2 separate regions of the Callithrix jacchus genome follow, and region 2 is linked to region 1. The links are chromatin contacts, called in public Hi-C maps. All regions are on one chromosome and are shown on one strand. The core of a region is the stretch at or near the end of the contact, and the rest is flanking DNA. Distances in the headings are between cores, read along the strand shown. Region 1 holds the start of SUSD6 (sushi domain containing 6). Region 2 has its middle 37 kb from the start of SRSF5.

Region 1 (7,925 bases), core at 2,708-5,207:
GAAAGAACCAGAGGATGAGAGAGCAAATGGAGGAACCCTGCTGATTTCCAGGCCAAAAAAACTAAAAAGGGAAGAAAAAGGACACCATTGCAGATATGTGAGCACAGGAAGAACACAGGTGGCTAACAGGTTCTGCCACAAAAACCTAAGAGGTTTTTGTTAAGAGGTACCTCTTTCCCCAGAACTGTGCTTTTTCAAATGAAAGGTTCTTACACAGAAACACGAACTTAACGCTCATCCAAGGGATACACAATGGCTGTTGCCTTGAATCCAAGCCAGGGGTGGAGTGAACAGATCTTGATGTTCAAGGACAGTCCACCCAAAGGTTCCTGAGTACTATGGAACTCATGAGAAACCTGGAGAAAGAGTCTCTATTTCCCCTAGTTTTGCATTTGTCCCAAAGTTTACCGTTAACCAAATGTCCTAATCCTCAACATTCAAGTCTGCAACAAAGCAATGTTTGCTCTCAAAGTTAAAAAAAAAAAAAAGAAAAGAAAAAAGACAAGACATGAGGCTCCTTCCTCTATTGGCTCCTTCAGATCTTTCTCCTACTGCTTAAGGGAAAGCCCTCTAACAAGACTTCCATAGTGTCCAGGCAGAAAGAAGAGGGAAAAAAGATCCTGCTTGTCAGCTTCAACCAGGGATAGCATGTCAGTTCTGGAGCTTAATAACTTGCTTCATGTATGGCAATTACACAACCTGGGCCCAGTGGATCTGCCGACTTTCAGGCCTGCAAGTCTCTTGGTAAATGGGGAACTACAGGGGAAAGACAATCATGTGTGCTCTCTGGCTTTCCCTCTCTGCTGTCAAGTTGTTCTGCTTCATTCTCCACAGTTCACTTGTTTGGTGCTGAAATGAGGAAGATAATGTACCTCAATATTTTTTTTTTAAGATGCTGTATTTCTCAAAGCCCAAAATGACACTAGTAGTAACCTGGTTGTCAGAAGAGCTAAGGATATGAAAAAAGGGCACAAGAAAATATTTGAAGCAAAAGCCAAGTCTTTATGTGGAAACTGGACAAGTGTGGAGGGAGTGAAACAATGTTTAGTAGCTAAATTTGAAAGAAGTTCTAACATTTAAGAAGCCAGGTGAATTATTACGTTTTGGAAAGGGGTGTGTGTGTGTGTGTCTGTGTAGCGGGAAGGCTGCTGCAGGAATTGCTGCCCCAGCAAAAGAGCAAAGGAGGATATCCCCTACTGAGAGATGCGCCATTACATAAGAACATAAAAGTTCAGGCTGGGTGCAGTGACTCATGCCTGTAATCTCAGCACTTTGGGAGGTCAAGGTGGGCAGATCACAAGGTCAGTTGTTCGAGACCAGCCTGGCTAACAAGGTGAAACCTCATCTCTACTAAAAATACAAAAATTAGCCAGGCATGGTGACACGCACCTGTAGTCCCAGCTACTCAGGAGACTGAGGCAGGAGAATCGCTTGAATCCGAGAGGCGGAGGTTGCAGTGAGCCAAGACTGTGCCACTATACTCCAGCCTGGGTAACAAAGTAAGACACCATCTCAAACAAAACCAAACCAAACAAACACAAGTTCAATCACCACACCTCAGAAACTGGCCGGAAAACAGTGCTGAGGTCTCTTTATCTGTCAGCCTGCATCAGTAACACCTTATTCTACCTTTCTTCCCCTTCTATTTAACCAAATTCGGGGCTTTCAGAAGGCAGGCTTCAGTGAAAGAAGTCAAATTGGCCATTTGACAGTGGGTTTGCTCTCAGGGTTTACACACGGAGCACTCTGGCATTGTTCCCATCTAGTTGTAAGTGAGAATTTGTTTCATATGCCATTTCTACTACAGTATCCAAAAAATTACTTATTTACTTAATTGCTCAAAAGATCAGGACTCATACCAATATTGTCCTTTGACTAACTCACTGGGCAGAAGTTCCTTCAGCAGTAAATGGCCACCAACGAAAGTCGAACACAAACCAAAACAAATTGACTTAAACACTGAATCCATGAGAGCTAGATTCTGACTTAATGCAGAATTGGTAATACCTAGCACAGTGCCTGGCATACATTCTGTATCACATAAATACTTGGGAGTACCGAATTAAAGAATGAACAAATGAATCTTATGCAAACATACCATCAGCAGGTACCCTGAAGAAGAGAGTTTAGAATGCTCATGATCTGAGAAACAGCCCAAAGCAGCAGTGCTTTGAGGAGGTTTTAGAAAGACTCCAATTTCACTTTTACCAAAAGGTAAACAAACCAGAAACTAGTAGTTCAGAGTGTGGGCTCCACCATGAGCTACCTATGTGACATGGGCAAATTATTTAACTTGTTTGGTTTGAGTCTCAACTATAAGAAAGGGAATAATATCTACCTCTAAAGTCTGTTGTTTATTATATAAGTTCAAGAAAGTAAAGCCCTTAGCACAAAGCTTGGTACTCAGTAAGTCCTCAAGAACCTTTCCATATTTTAAATACCTTCTTTCCTGAGGTGCAGACATACCTCCCCAACTCTAGGAAAATTTTAATTTCTGGTTGAATATGCTTCTAGTCAAATATACAAAGGCCAGAGAACTCAGAAGTCAATGCCAAGCACATGTCTCTACTAGCCTCCACTTGATGGTGACAATTTGGGTGTGGAATTCCCAAAACAGAAAAGGTGTGTGTGCATAACTCCTCTGTATTTTTTACACCAGAGGAACGAAAACAGCAAGAAATGAAATAACTACTGTGAAGGGTGGAAAGACACTTCCCATCTCTGTAGATCAAAAAAGGGAGTAAATCCCTAGGCCTAATTGAAGCGGGTATCTTACTGCACCTCTGAAAGAGCGCACAGAAGCCCAGTTAGCAAGAGCAACAAAGCCCAGCATGTCGCCTGCCACCGAGAGAAAATTCTGTGGGAACAACAGCTTTAGGCCTCTGCCCAGACGCCAGCTTCCCTTTAACCAGCCCAAGGCTTTTTGACGCCTCTTTGCTTCTGGGTCTTGCGGTCCCCATAACCACCTCCCCCCTTGCTCCTAAATTCTTCCAGGGTAACTTTTCTCCACTTCAGCAGCTCCTCAGCCACGACTCCCATGAGGGAGAGTCAGATCCACACTCACAGCTGGGGTCTCTTAAGAGTGAAAAAGGAAAGTCTGTATATACGTGCCTACTTTTTGAAAGAAAAGAGCTGGTTTCGGGGAGTTTAGCCTGGTTAAGAAGAGAAGTTTTTGAGATTAAAGAGCAGCCGAGGCGCCGGGGCTCCCGAATGCTGCGGTGCGCACAGACGAGCTCTGAGATTTCCTCAGGAAATCCACCCTCTCTAAGCCAGCCCTGCCCCAGCGCAATCCCCGCAGCTTTATTACGCTGAGGGCAGTAATGACAGTGGCACAGAGGGCCTGTGCCTACCTCCTCTGCACCTACCGGCACGGCGTGCAGCTCTCCTGGCGCTGCCCGGGCAGTGACGCGGGAAGGCGCGCCCCGGACCGCGAGTCACCAAGCTCCCGGCCCCAAACCAGCCGCCGGTCTCCCCAGCCGCGCAGCCCCCACCGCCGGCCCGCCGGCCGCGCCACGCCAGCGCCGGGCTCCCAGCGGCTCGGTTCGCGGCCGGGTGACAGCGGGCCGACGCCGAGAAGCGCGGGGAGCCGCCGGCGCCGGCTCGGGCTCCGGCCAGCGTTCCTGCCCGGCGGTGTACGCTGGCCCCGCGCCCCTGACAGCCGGCCGGGCGCGTCGGTGGCACAATGCCGGCCCTGCCGCCCCCCGGCCGCGGTGACAACTCACCCGGGAGCCGGCAGAGACCTCCGGGAGGGGGGCGCTCACTGCTTCCACGCCGCCGCTTGCGCGCGCCCGCAACCCTTTCAGGTCTAAGCGAGGCCCCGCGTGCCCTGTCTGGCTCGCGCTGGCGGGCGCTGTGGGCAGAGGAAGCGCGCGGGAGGGAGGGAGGCGGCGGGGTGGTCGCCGGCTTCGGAGACTAGAACGCAGCAGTAGCGGCGGCGGCGGTAGCGCCCGCGTCACTGACCCAGCTGTACCGCGCGGGCGGGGGAGGCCCCGCGGAAGGGAGGGGGCAGGGAAGGGCGGGGCCAGGCGCGCACGCAACAGCGCGGGCGTCGCGCCGGCGTCGTGCCGGCGTCGCGCCGCAGAGACCGCCCCGCCGGGAGGCTCCGCACGCACGCGCGGCCGGCGGGGCCGGGTACCCGCGGGAGAAGCGACGCGGTGGCGGGGGGGCGGAGGGGGGGAGCTTAAAGAGACGGTCTCTGCGCTGGATTGGATGGGCGGTGGCACGGACCCAGCTGAATCGTGCGGCGTTTCAGTGCGCTCTCCAGTTCGTTTACTATTATTATTAATTTGCATTATTGAATTACTATTACTTGTAAAGAATTGTACTGCCCTCAGGTTTACAAGGCTTTTGGCGCATGTTGCCTTGTTAGCTCTTGAATTGCTCGTCTGACCTATCTCTGAAGCAGGTTATTATCTCCCGGTAAAGCAGTACACCAAACTGTGGTTCCTAGCCTGCTAACATTAAAGCTGCCCGGAGGGTGGGTGGGGGTGAAAATGCAGATTCGGGGCCCACCTCCAGCCATTGTGAGTCAGTGGGGTCGGACTTGGGAGTGTGTACACAAGCATTTCGAAGTGAGTTATCCTTCAGCATACTAAAAGCACACAAGGGATCTCAAGGTTGAGAAAACCGCAGTTCAGAGCCAGGACTAGCAGAGCCCGGGCTAGAACCCTGCCACATTCCTAACTGTATTTTCCCTCGAGCCTTGCCTCCTGGGGCTATTTTCTAGCTCATACTGAGTGAGCAGTTTGTGCAGTGTATGGCCACATCGTTTATTGGTGATCTCTCATGCAGTGTGTCCTCAGTTTATGTGTTTACAGGGCCATGGGGCCTTGATTGGGAGGACTCTGGCTTTTTATCTTTGTGCCCCAGGGCCTTGCACTGTGTCTGTCTCAGAGGTCCTCAATAAATGTTAAAGCATTCCTACTTGTAAATCAGTGGTAGAGTCCACATCTGGACGTACAGACTTGTGTCTTTACTGCAGCTTGTGCCTGGGAGGCCTCTACTCCCAGATGCTCTTGGACAAAAGGATACACCTTCTCAGGGCGTCTCTCCAGGCCTAGTTCTAGTATGCTTTCAGGAAAAGTGCTGTGAATTAACAGGGCATGTCCTTGTGAAGTAGCTTTAATGAAACAAGGAGAATGCTCCTTCCCATGCACACAGGCCCGTCCACAAAAGAACCCTTCCCTTTTGGGCCCCACAGCTGCCTGTGGCTTGTTGCTGTAATACCTGTGGTAAGCCTATCCTTGTTCTGCCTTTTCTTCCTTGCCTTCTTGGGTCCCAATTCACTAGAAAAGATTGGTACCCCTCCCTTCCTGCTCATTTGGGGCCGCACTGCCCAGACCACTAGAAAATTGAAGTCTGCAGCAGAGCACAACCAAATCGGTGTGGGCAACAGGAACAAGCCAGGCAGACCCAAGGCTCAGGGATGGGACAAGGGAGAAGGAAGCAAGGGAAAAGGATGGAGAAAGACTTGGAGAAGCCCAATAGAGAGAAAGAGAAAAAGAAAGAGGAAAGGGAAGAAAGAAGGCGTGGATGGTTCAGATTAGATCATCTGTCAAGCTAACTAAACCCCTTGCTATTAACAGGTCCAGTGACTTCATGCAAGAACAGCCACCTTATAAAGTCCCTTTTGAGACCCTATGCAGATCTGTCCATTGCTGCCTAAAAATCCTCTCCCAGACCCCCAGAGTCCGCAGAATGAAACCAAACTCATCAGCAGTTTCATTCTGCGGACACTAGGGGTCTGGGAGATTGTGGAGAGCAAGGACTGTAGTAGCCTGTGCTCTCCACAATCTGGACCAGATGCTCTCCATCCCTCCAAACACCCTATACTCCAGCCTCTCCATACCACCTGCTGGTCTCTAACAAGCCACTCCTGTTACATCTCACTCACAAACCAGGTGCCCTTGCTGTTTCCTCAATCCTGAAGAACTCCTTCAGAATCTTCTTACTTACCCTTCAGAATCTTCCCAAGTTCTACTTTTCTGTGGCACTTTCTTAGAGCCCCAGTTTAGTATCCATTTCCTTCTGCTTTGAATTGCCAGAATCAGGGTCGAGTCTCCTCCCTTTATAAATGCTGGCTTGCCAGCCTTTCCTGTCTGCTTTTCCCCTCCTACCTGAAGTTCCAATGGCCTCCTCTGTAGAGCTGATGAAAAGCCCCTGTTACATTCTGCTTATAAGCCTTGCTGTTCTCACCTGCAAAATGGAATGGTACTTCCTGGCCTAGGGTGAGTATCATCTTTCTGCCATTGAAAAGATCTCACAAGATGAATGCTAAGAGTAATTTAGACTTAGACATTTTCAAGTGGAAGAGATGGTAGATTAATTAAAATGGTTTAAAACTTTTAAGATATATATTTTTAATTTAACAGCTTTCTCATGCCTGTAATCCCAGCATTTTGGGAGGCCGAGGCAGGCCGATCATTTGAGTCCGGGAATTCAAGACCAGCCTGGCCAATACGGCAAACCATGTCTTTACTAAATATACAAAAATTAGCCAGGCATGGTGGCACACGCCTGTAATCAAGCTATGTGGGAGGCTAGTTACAAGAATTGCTTGAACCCGGGAGGCAGAGGCTGCAGTGAGCCAAGATCGTGCCACTGCACTCCAGCCTGGGTGACAAAGCGAGCTCTGTCTCAAATAAATAAATTAATTAATTAACAGCTTTATTGAGATATTCACATACCACCAATTCACAGTTTAAATTTGTACATTTATTTTGTATAACTTTACAAATTGTACAAATTTGTGCATGTACAATTGTAGATTGAGTGAACAATTCAATGGATTTTAGTATATTTAGAGTTGTACAATATTTTACAACAGTTTCATGACCCTAAAAAAAAACTTCTGTACTTATTAGCAGTCACTACCCATTTCCTCCCTCCCAACCACCTTCCCTGACTCCCTCCCTAGACGACCAATAATCTACTTTCTGTCTCTATAGATTTGCCTATTCTGAGTGCTTCCTATAAATGGAATAATACAAATATGTGGTGTTTATAATTGATTTTTTGTTTCTCCCACCTAACATAATGAATTTTAAACCAGAGCTAATTTTTTATTTTCACTTTTTAATTCAGACCCTTTCTTATTCTAAAAGGACTTAAGATGGCTCTTTGAGCTAATATTCCTGGGTCCTTCCAGATTTCTAACACAAATTCTTTTTTTTTTTGAGACGGAGTCTTGCCCTGTTGCCCAGACTAGGTAGAGTGCAATGGTGCAATCTCGGCTCACTGCTACCTCCACCTCCTGGGTTCAGGCAATTCTCCTGCCTCAGTCTCCTAAGTAGCTGGGATTACAGGCACCCACCACCACACCCAGCTAAGTTTTGTATTTTTAGTAGGGACGGAGTTTCACTCTGTTGGCCAGGCTGGTCTCAAACTCCTGATCTCAGTGATCAGCCTGCTTCCTCCCAAAGTGCAGGGATTACAGCCATGAGCAACCGCACCTGACTGATTTCCAGCACAAAACTTAATACTCTACTCTAAATCTAGGTGTCAGAAAATGGCATGGGGGGTTAGATTAGTCCCAGTTGGTGGTGAGTAGAATAGCCAACCATCCCAGTTTGCCTGGGACTAAGGGGATTCCTGGCAAATGGGACTTCCAATGCCAGAATTAGGACAGTCCTGGGCCAACCAGGATGAGGTAGTCACTCCTGTAATAAGAGTCAGGAGGCATGGTATTCCCTTCATCTCCCAGGAATCTAACAAAGAGTGGGCAGGGCAGAGGAGTTTGGCCCTCTGAAAGTAAGAGAAAAGGTTCAGAATAAGTACATGGAATCTCAGTTGCTATGGTCATTACATATAATAGTAATAATGACAGCTACTATTTACAAATCACCTACTATGTGTCAGGTGCTTGGTAGGGACTTTATATGTGTAACCTCTAATTTTGGCAACAGTCCGCCAAGTTAATTATCATT
Region 2 (7,925 bases), core at 1,896-4,395, 120 kb before region 1:
AGGAATCACAAGAGAGACTCTTATAAAAAAAAAGACAGGTTAACAACAGAAAACACATACACTGAAGTCTACAAAATATGAAAACTCAAGGATAGAGCCAAATGGCTGACACTTAAATACCCTCTGCAATGGGGAGCGGAAAGTGGGGAGTGTAAGAATAAATGGTTTTCGGGGGAAATTAATGGACCTGGAAAACAGAAATTAACTTGTAAATAATTCTCTTTGGAATTTGGATGTGCCCAAGAGGCAGACATCATCTTGTGAAAAAAACCAGGTTTGGTAGCTCAAGCCAGTAATCCCAGCACTTTGGGAGGTTGAGGCAGGAGGATTGCTTGAGTCCAGGAGTTCAAGACTAGCCTGGGCAACATGGAGAGACCCAGTCTCCAAAAAATATCAAAAAATTAAGCGTGGTGGCACATGCTTATAGTCCCAGCTACTTAGGAGGCTGAGACAGGAGGATCACTTGAGCCTGCGAGGTTGAGGCTGCAGTAAGCCATGTTTGGCCATTGCACTGCAGCCTGGGTGACAGAGTGATACCTTGTCTCAGAAAATAAATAAATATCTTGTGAAGAAGTTAATCCAGGTGTGGTTGCATTCTTCAGTCTCAATTTTCTGAGATAACGATATTTAAACAGATAATGAGATTTTAGGGAGAGGAAGGAAGGCAATCGTGGTCCTATTTGGGGATCTGATTTCTAGGTAGATAAGGGAACTTCATTTTTTTTTTTTTTTAATCAACTCCCAAGCACCTGGAAACTTCAGAAAATAGCCTCATTCTGTGCTTTGAGAGAAACAGAGAATTCAGAAACAGGAGTTGGGGGAAGGTCAAAGACCATAAGCCCTCTTCTTTAGTCCAGCATGTCAAAGTGCCATATTTTGGCTATCAATTTCTGAGACCCAACATTGACTTCCAAAAGAATAGAAATAGAATCTTATGGATTTTGTCCAAGGGAAAAATAGAGATTGTAGAAAATCAATAACATTTTTAATCCAAAAGAAGACAGGAAAAAGTAAAAAGAAGACAATAAAGAGCTCATACCAAATATGATAGATCCAAACGTATTCGTAACTATAAGAAAGATAAACATGTTTGTCAGAGGTGTTCAAACCAGAATGACTAATCTTGAATAGGGGCCGGGTAAAATAAGGCTGAGACCTACTTAGCTGCACTCCCAAGAAGTTAGGCATTCTAAGTCACAGAATGAGCTAGGAGGTCACAAGATACAGGTCACAAAGACCCCACTAATAAACTAGGATTCAGTAAAGAAGCCAGCTAAAACCCACCAAAACGAAGATGATAATGAGACTGCTGGTCATCCTCATTACTCATTATACATGAATTATAATGCATTAGCATGTTAAAAGACACTCCCACCAGCACCATGACCTTTTACAAATGCCATGGCAATGTCCAGAAGTTACCCCATATGGTCTAAAAGGAGGAGGAACCCTCAGTTCCAGGAATTCCCACTCCTTTCCTGGAAATCTCATGACTAATCCACCCCTTGTTTAGCATATACTCAAGAAATAACTATCAATATAGTCAGCTGAGCATCCCATGCCACAGCTCTGTCTATGTAGTAGCCATTCTTTTACTCCTTTACTTTCTTCATAAACTTGCTCTCACTTTGTTCTGTGGACTGCGGGAGATCCAAGAATCCTCTCTTGGGAGCCAGTAACATATTTAACTCAGATATTAAAGGACAGCATGTATCAGATCAGATCACAGTCCTACACTGTCTCAAATATAATAATAATTTATATCTCTAAAGTAGGATATTCTATGGATCGCTGGTTCATGCACATGCTTTAAAACCCTCTAGGGTGCCCACCTGCAAGATACTTCAAGCTAAGAGAATGGCTCTCAAAGCCCTTCAGCATAGAGCTACAGTCTCCAGGTCTGGGCCATGTGACAGTGCCTCGCCCCACACCCTCCCATCCAACCACACCTGATTCTCACACTCCCCAATACTCCGCAACCTCATGACTCCACTCACAACTGGGCATTGCCCACCTGTTAGATCTGCCTAGAAGGCCTCTCCCCCTGGCCCATCTCTTCTGCCTGACAACCAAACTAGTGTTGGTTCAAGACCCAGCTGGAACAGCACTTGCTCCGTAAAGCCCTAGCCAACTGCTGTGCACCTCCTTCACCGGGGAGGAGTAGTCTCCCTGCATCATTCCCGCAGCTCTTCTTTCCTCTCTCCTGCCCCTCCTCCATCCTTCCTTCCTAGTGCAGTGAAGTACAGAGCCTCTGGGGGTCCTGCTAGGCACTGAGGAGTCAAGGTTTAAGGGGGATAGAGACCAGTGACGACACTGTTAGTGCCAGTCGTGAGAACCTCAAGGACAGAGCAGCCCCGTGTGCTCAGCCCTCAGCACCAGCCTGGCACCTTGCAGGAGCATCTGTTGAGCCAAAGGATTCTGTAGAGGGTGGAACTGTGAACCCCGGAAAAGATATGTCCGAGTGCTGTTTCCTGTGAATGTGATCGTAGGTGGAAATGGAGTCTTTCCTCTGTGATCAGGTTAAGATGAGTCCCACTAGATTGGGTGGGCTCTAATCCTACGACCGTGTTCTTACAGGAAGAAGGAGACGTGAGCCTGGACATACAGGAAGGCAGAGGCTGGAGTGAGGCATCTGTAACCAAACCCACAACAAGGACTGCGGGCTGCCGCTGGAAGCTAGAAAGAGGCCAGGAAAGACTCTCCCTAGAGCCAGCAGAGGGGCACGGCCCTACGCACGCCCTGATCTCCGACTTCAGGCCTCCAGAACTGTGAGAGAAGACACTTCTGCTGCCGTAAGCCACCCAGTTACTGGTAATTTGTTATGGCAGCTCTAGGAAACAGAATACAGAGTTCAAGCAGGAGTCGGTTTCTCAAAAACTCCTAGGTCGCCCCCCCCCCACTCCCCGGAGGCCCCGGCTGTCACACCCCGACTTCCCGCTGACCCCTGCTTTGCAGAACCTGGGAGCTAACTTGTCAACCCCAAGCCCAAGTGTCCCCTCCAGCTGCAGAGGGCCGCATCCTCATCCGACACTAGATGGCGCCAGCGCGCTGAGCCGGCCCTGCTTCGTGGGCTCCCGGTCCGGTGAGTAGCCCGCGGGCCCGGGACCCCAAATCCAAGATCAAGATCGGACATCCAACTTCTTCGAGTTCTTCCCAGGGAAAGTGGCTTTTTTTCCGGTCAGAGGGAGGAATTCGGATCCTCTGCCTTGGCCCTGGCCCTGCCCGCCCGGCGCCCCCTTGAGGCCTTGGATCTGAGCTGCCCGTGGTGCCTCCTCCGGCCTCTGCTGCAGGCCCCGGGGGTGCTGCTGAGCCTGGGTGGGGTTGCACACACGGCCTTGAGGGTGGCGAGCACCCAGGTCCGCACAGGCAGAAGGATGTGCTCTGGTACTGTGAGCTGAGCCAAAGCTGGGCTTTCTGCGCGTGAGGACGGCTGCCAGGCGAAGGGCATGGCAGTGGGGAAAGAAGACTATTTACCCCCCTTGCTGCAATCCTGCAATGGTTCCCCGTTGCTCTTAGGCGATGCCCAAATATTTTTTTTTTTTGAGATGGAGTCAGGCTCTGTCGCCCAGGCCGGAGTACAGTGGCGCGATCTCGGCTCACTGCAACCTCTGCCTCCCAGGTTCTCCTGCCTCAGCCTCTCAAGTAGCTGGGATTACAGGTGTGTGCCACCACATCTGTCTAATATTTTGCATGTTTAGTAGAGACAGGGTTTCACCGTGTTAGCCTGAATGGTCTCGATCTTCTGACCTCGTGATCTGCCTGCCTCAGCCTCCCAAAGTGCTGGGATTACAGATGTGAGCCACTGTGCCCAGCAGCAATGCCCAGCTTTTTTCATGACCTACCTACGAGACTCTACCTGGTTCCCCAGCATCATCATCTCACTCCACTCTCTCCTTCCAAGCATGTTCTGTTTCAGGGTTCATGAGGTGTTGTGCCTTTAATTTGGAACCCTCCTTGCCTAGCTAATACCTATGCATTTCCCCACTTACACACATGAGCAAAGTATCGCTAGGAAAAATTCCTGCAATTCCTGGTTTGAATGTATGTGTCCCTCCAAAATTTATATGTTGGAACATAAACCCCAAGGTGTGGTATTAGAAAGTGAGGCCTTTGGAAGGTGATTACGTCGTGAGGGTTCCACCCTGGCAAATGGGATTCATGCCTTTATGAAAGTGCTGGAGGGCACTAGCCAGGCCTCTTTGGGCCCTTCCATCTCTTCTGCCACATGAGGATGTAGGAATCATCCCTTTTGCCCCTACCATCAGGGGAGGATGCAGCCAGAAAAGTGCCATCTTGGAAGCAGAGAGCGGCCCTCACCAGACACCGAATCTGCGGGTGCCCTGCCCTTTGACTTCCCAGCCTCCAGCACAGTGGGAACTTTCTATTGTTTATAAATTACTTATTCTAAGGTATGGGGTTATAGCAACAGGAAGAAACTAAGACATAGAATTTCCAGGGTGAAAGAATTTCGTATCATTTCAAAGTGTGCATTATCCAAATAATGTTGTTTAGAAACAATCACAAACTTAGAGAACATTTCCTGAAGCATTTAGAGTATTTTTCCCAACCCCCTCCCAATACTTTAATGTGTGTTTCCCACCAGCAAGGATTTTCTCCTACATAACCACAGCTGTCAAATCAAGAAGTTAACCAGAAGTTACCACATTGAATCCTCAGACCCCATTGAGTTTTGTCCCAGTAATATCTTTTATCGCAAAAGGACCCAGTTCAGAATCATGTTACATTTCTCTTTATTCATGTCTCTTAGCTCCCTCAGTCTGGAACCCTTCCTCAGATTTTCCCTTGCTTTTTTTTTAGACAGAGTCTTGCTCTATCATCCAGGCTGGAGTGCAGTGGCACGATCTCAGCTCACTGCAACCTCCGCCTCCCAGGTTTAAGAGGTTCTCTGCCTCAGCCTCCCAAGTAGCTGGGATTACAGGCCACCATGCCCAGCTAATTTTTGTATTTTTAATAGAGACAGGGTTTCACCATCTTGGCCAGGCTGGTCTTGAACTCCTGACCTCGTGATCCACCCGTCTCAGCCTCCCAAAGTGCTGGGATTATAGGTGTGAGCCACCGCTCCCAGCTTTCCTTTAATTTTCATGACCTTGACATTTTACAGATTACAGGCCAGTTATTTAGTGAAATACGGCTCACTTTGGGTCTGTCTCATTTCCTCTTCCACAACTGGTGTAGGTTGCATTCTGCAGGAATACCATGGCATATCTGTGTTCACTTGGTGCCGCCTATCAGTTGGTACACGATTTTTATTTTTCCCACTGACTAAAGCAATGTTTGTTGGGCATCTCTACCGTGAAATTTATCTCTGTGGATTCCTAGTCTTCTGTTTTATTCAATGGATTGTAATCCATTGTAATCATTATTTATTTTGATGCTCAAAATGTCCCTGAACTGGCCAGTAGAAGCCCCTTTCAGTGGGAATCTTTCGGGCATGTGCCTACCATTCTTGGAGCACTTTCTTGCTTTCTGATACAGTATGTTCCAGGCTCATCTTGCAGTCTGCCTGCCTGCCTCAGCTCTGGAATCAGCCATTTCTCCAAAAAGCCCTGGGTCCTTTTCATGGACAGCATTATTTTACTCACTTATTTTTTGAGACGGAGGCTCTGTAGCACAGGCTGGAGTGCAGTGGCACAATCTCAGCTCATTGCAACCTCCACCTCCCAGGTTCAAGTGATTCTCCCGCCTCAGCCTCCTAAGTAGCTGAGATTACAGGCACATGCCATCACGCCCAGCTATTTTTCTTTAAAGTAGAAACAAGGTTTTACCATGTTAGCCAGGCTAGTCTGGAACTCCTGACCTCAAATGATCCACCCACCTTGGCCTCCCAAAGTGCTGGGATTACAGGCATGAGTCACCATACCCAGCTGAAAATACTATTTTAAAATAAAGATCTGCATGCCAGGGGTACTCACTGCTATTGGGGTATCACTGCTAGCAAGTCCTCTGGGAAGAGCTGGAGAATCTCTGTGTGTGTGTGTGACTGTGTATATGCCAGCAAATCCACAGTACTTCTATATTTATTTCTATATCAATTATGTATATTGAAAACCAGGAGTTCACATCATCTCCAATTCCAATCTGGCATTGCAGGCTTCATTCTGTTTGTGTTGGCTGGGGTCGTTCCCTCTTTCTGAATATGTAACTCTTCTTTGCCCTCACCTATTGTCTTAAGGACTGAATGGGTTCAGTAAGGGAAGAAGATAAGGAAGTACACTGCGATTTTTTTTTTTAAGCAACTGAGTCTCTATCACCCAGGCTGGAGTGCAGTGGCATGATCTCAGCACACTGCAACCTTCGCCTCCCAGGTTTAAGCGATTCTCCTGCCTCAGCCTCCTGAGTAGCTGGGATTACAGGTGCATGCCAACACGCCTGGCTAATTTTTTGTATTTTTAGTAGAGACGGGGTTTTGCCATGTTAGCCAGGCTGATCTCAAACTCCTTACCTCAGGTGATCAGCCTGCCTCAGCCTCCCGAAGTGCTGGGATTACAGATGTGAGCCACCATGTCAGGCCCGACATTGTAATTTTGATGGTTGTTGCCAAATTGCTCTCCATGGAAAATGTACCAATTTACATTCCTACTAGATTTTTTTTTTTTTTTTTTGAGATGGAGTCTTGCTCTGTCACCAGGCTGGAATGCGGAGTGGCACAATCTCAGCTCACTGCAACCTCCGCCTCCAAGGTTCAAGCGATTCTCCTGCCTCACCCTCCCAAGTAGCTGGGACTACAGCCACGTGGCACCATGCCCAGATAATTTTTTTGTATTTTTAGTAGAGATGGGTTTTCACCATGTTGTCAAGATAGTCTCAATCTCCTGACCTCATGATCCGCCCACCTCAGCCTCCCAAATTGCTGGGATTACAGGCATGAGCCACCTCGCCAGGCCTCCTACTAGATACTTTTAAGCCTTTTCTTTTCCCAACCTGAGGTGAAAAAACATTATTTCTGATGTTTTAATATGTATTACTCTTACTATAAAATAGCTTTATTTGTTTTGAACGTTTCTTTTTTTCTTTTTCTTTTTCTTTTTTTTTTTTTTTGAGATGGCGTTTCGCTCTTGTTACCCAGGCTGGAGTACAATGGCACGATCTCAGCTCACCACAACCTCTGCCTCCTGGGTTCAGGCAATTCTCCTGCCTCAACCTCCTGAGTAGCTGGGATTACAGGCACGCGCCACCATGCCCAGCTAATTTTTTGTATTTTTAGTAGAGACGGGGTTTCACCATGTTGACCAGGATGGTCTTGATCTGTTGACCTTATGATCCACCCGCCTCAGCCTCCCAAAGTGCTGGGATTACAGGCTTGAGCCACCGTGACCGGCCAGTTGTTTTGAACGTTTCTAATAAAAAACAGAAAAACTTGACAAGGAGAGAATGTTGTAGTTGGGTATAACTTCTGTTTCTCATTTTCTGCCCTATGGAAAACAATAAAAAGGGTCAAAACACTTCCGCATTGGAATTGTTATCTGGCTGTTGCTGGCAGGAACTTAAGAGTAGTGGGTGTCCTTCTGTTGTCCGTCTGGAAAAACAAGTGCATTGGTGCTGTCCTGAATCGTTGAACTCATGTGATTTCTCAAAACGCCTCTTGCAGTCGGGGCAGGAGCTGGCGCATGGTGACCAGAGTCAGCTATGCTCAGTGCTCTGTTATTGTGGGACATAGCCTCCAGGACAAGAAGACTGTGGACACTTTGTATGGGTGTCCTTGAATTTCCTTCTTGTGATTAAAATAATTAAAATTTAGTCTAATTCAGAGAAGAAAGGCATCTCTAATTTGAGTAGACCTTAAGACAATTGTATGTTAGGTTAAAACTGCCCATATCTGAACGTTTTTTCTTAACCTGCAAAAATGGCAGTTTCATGTGGTTCATGTTTTAGATGTTGGTACGTTTGGTGGGGCGCAGTGGCTC

Evidence for each region. A called contact is a pair of places that touch in the nucleus more often than the background predicts.
Region 2: a Hi-C map of induced pluripotent stem cells shows a contact between it and region 1, with 3 times the contacts expected there. The contact joins the enhancer-like site here to the promoter of SUSD6 in region 1. A contact is called at or near these places in 2 of 3 Hi-C or Micro-C datasets (induced pluripotent stem cells and skeletal muscle).

What each region holds. Positions count from the first base shown.
Region 1 is chr8:104,590,172-104,598,096 of calJac240_pri, reverse strand. SUSD6 (sushi domain containing 6) reads right to left here and starts at 3,957. Exons shown (of 6, transcript XM_078335251.1): 1 at 3,723-3,957.
Region 2 is chr8:104,707,206-104,715,130 of calJac240_pri, reverse strand. No RefSeq gene overlaps it. Among named protein-coding and RNA genes, the nearest start is that of SRSF5, 37 kb to the left of the region's middle. Within about 2 kb of position 3,145, at least 3 of the 16 cell types and tissues checked have an H3K27ac peak or open chromatin away from gene starts, as enhancers often do.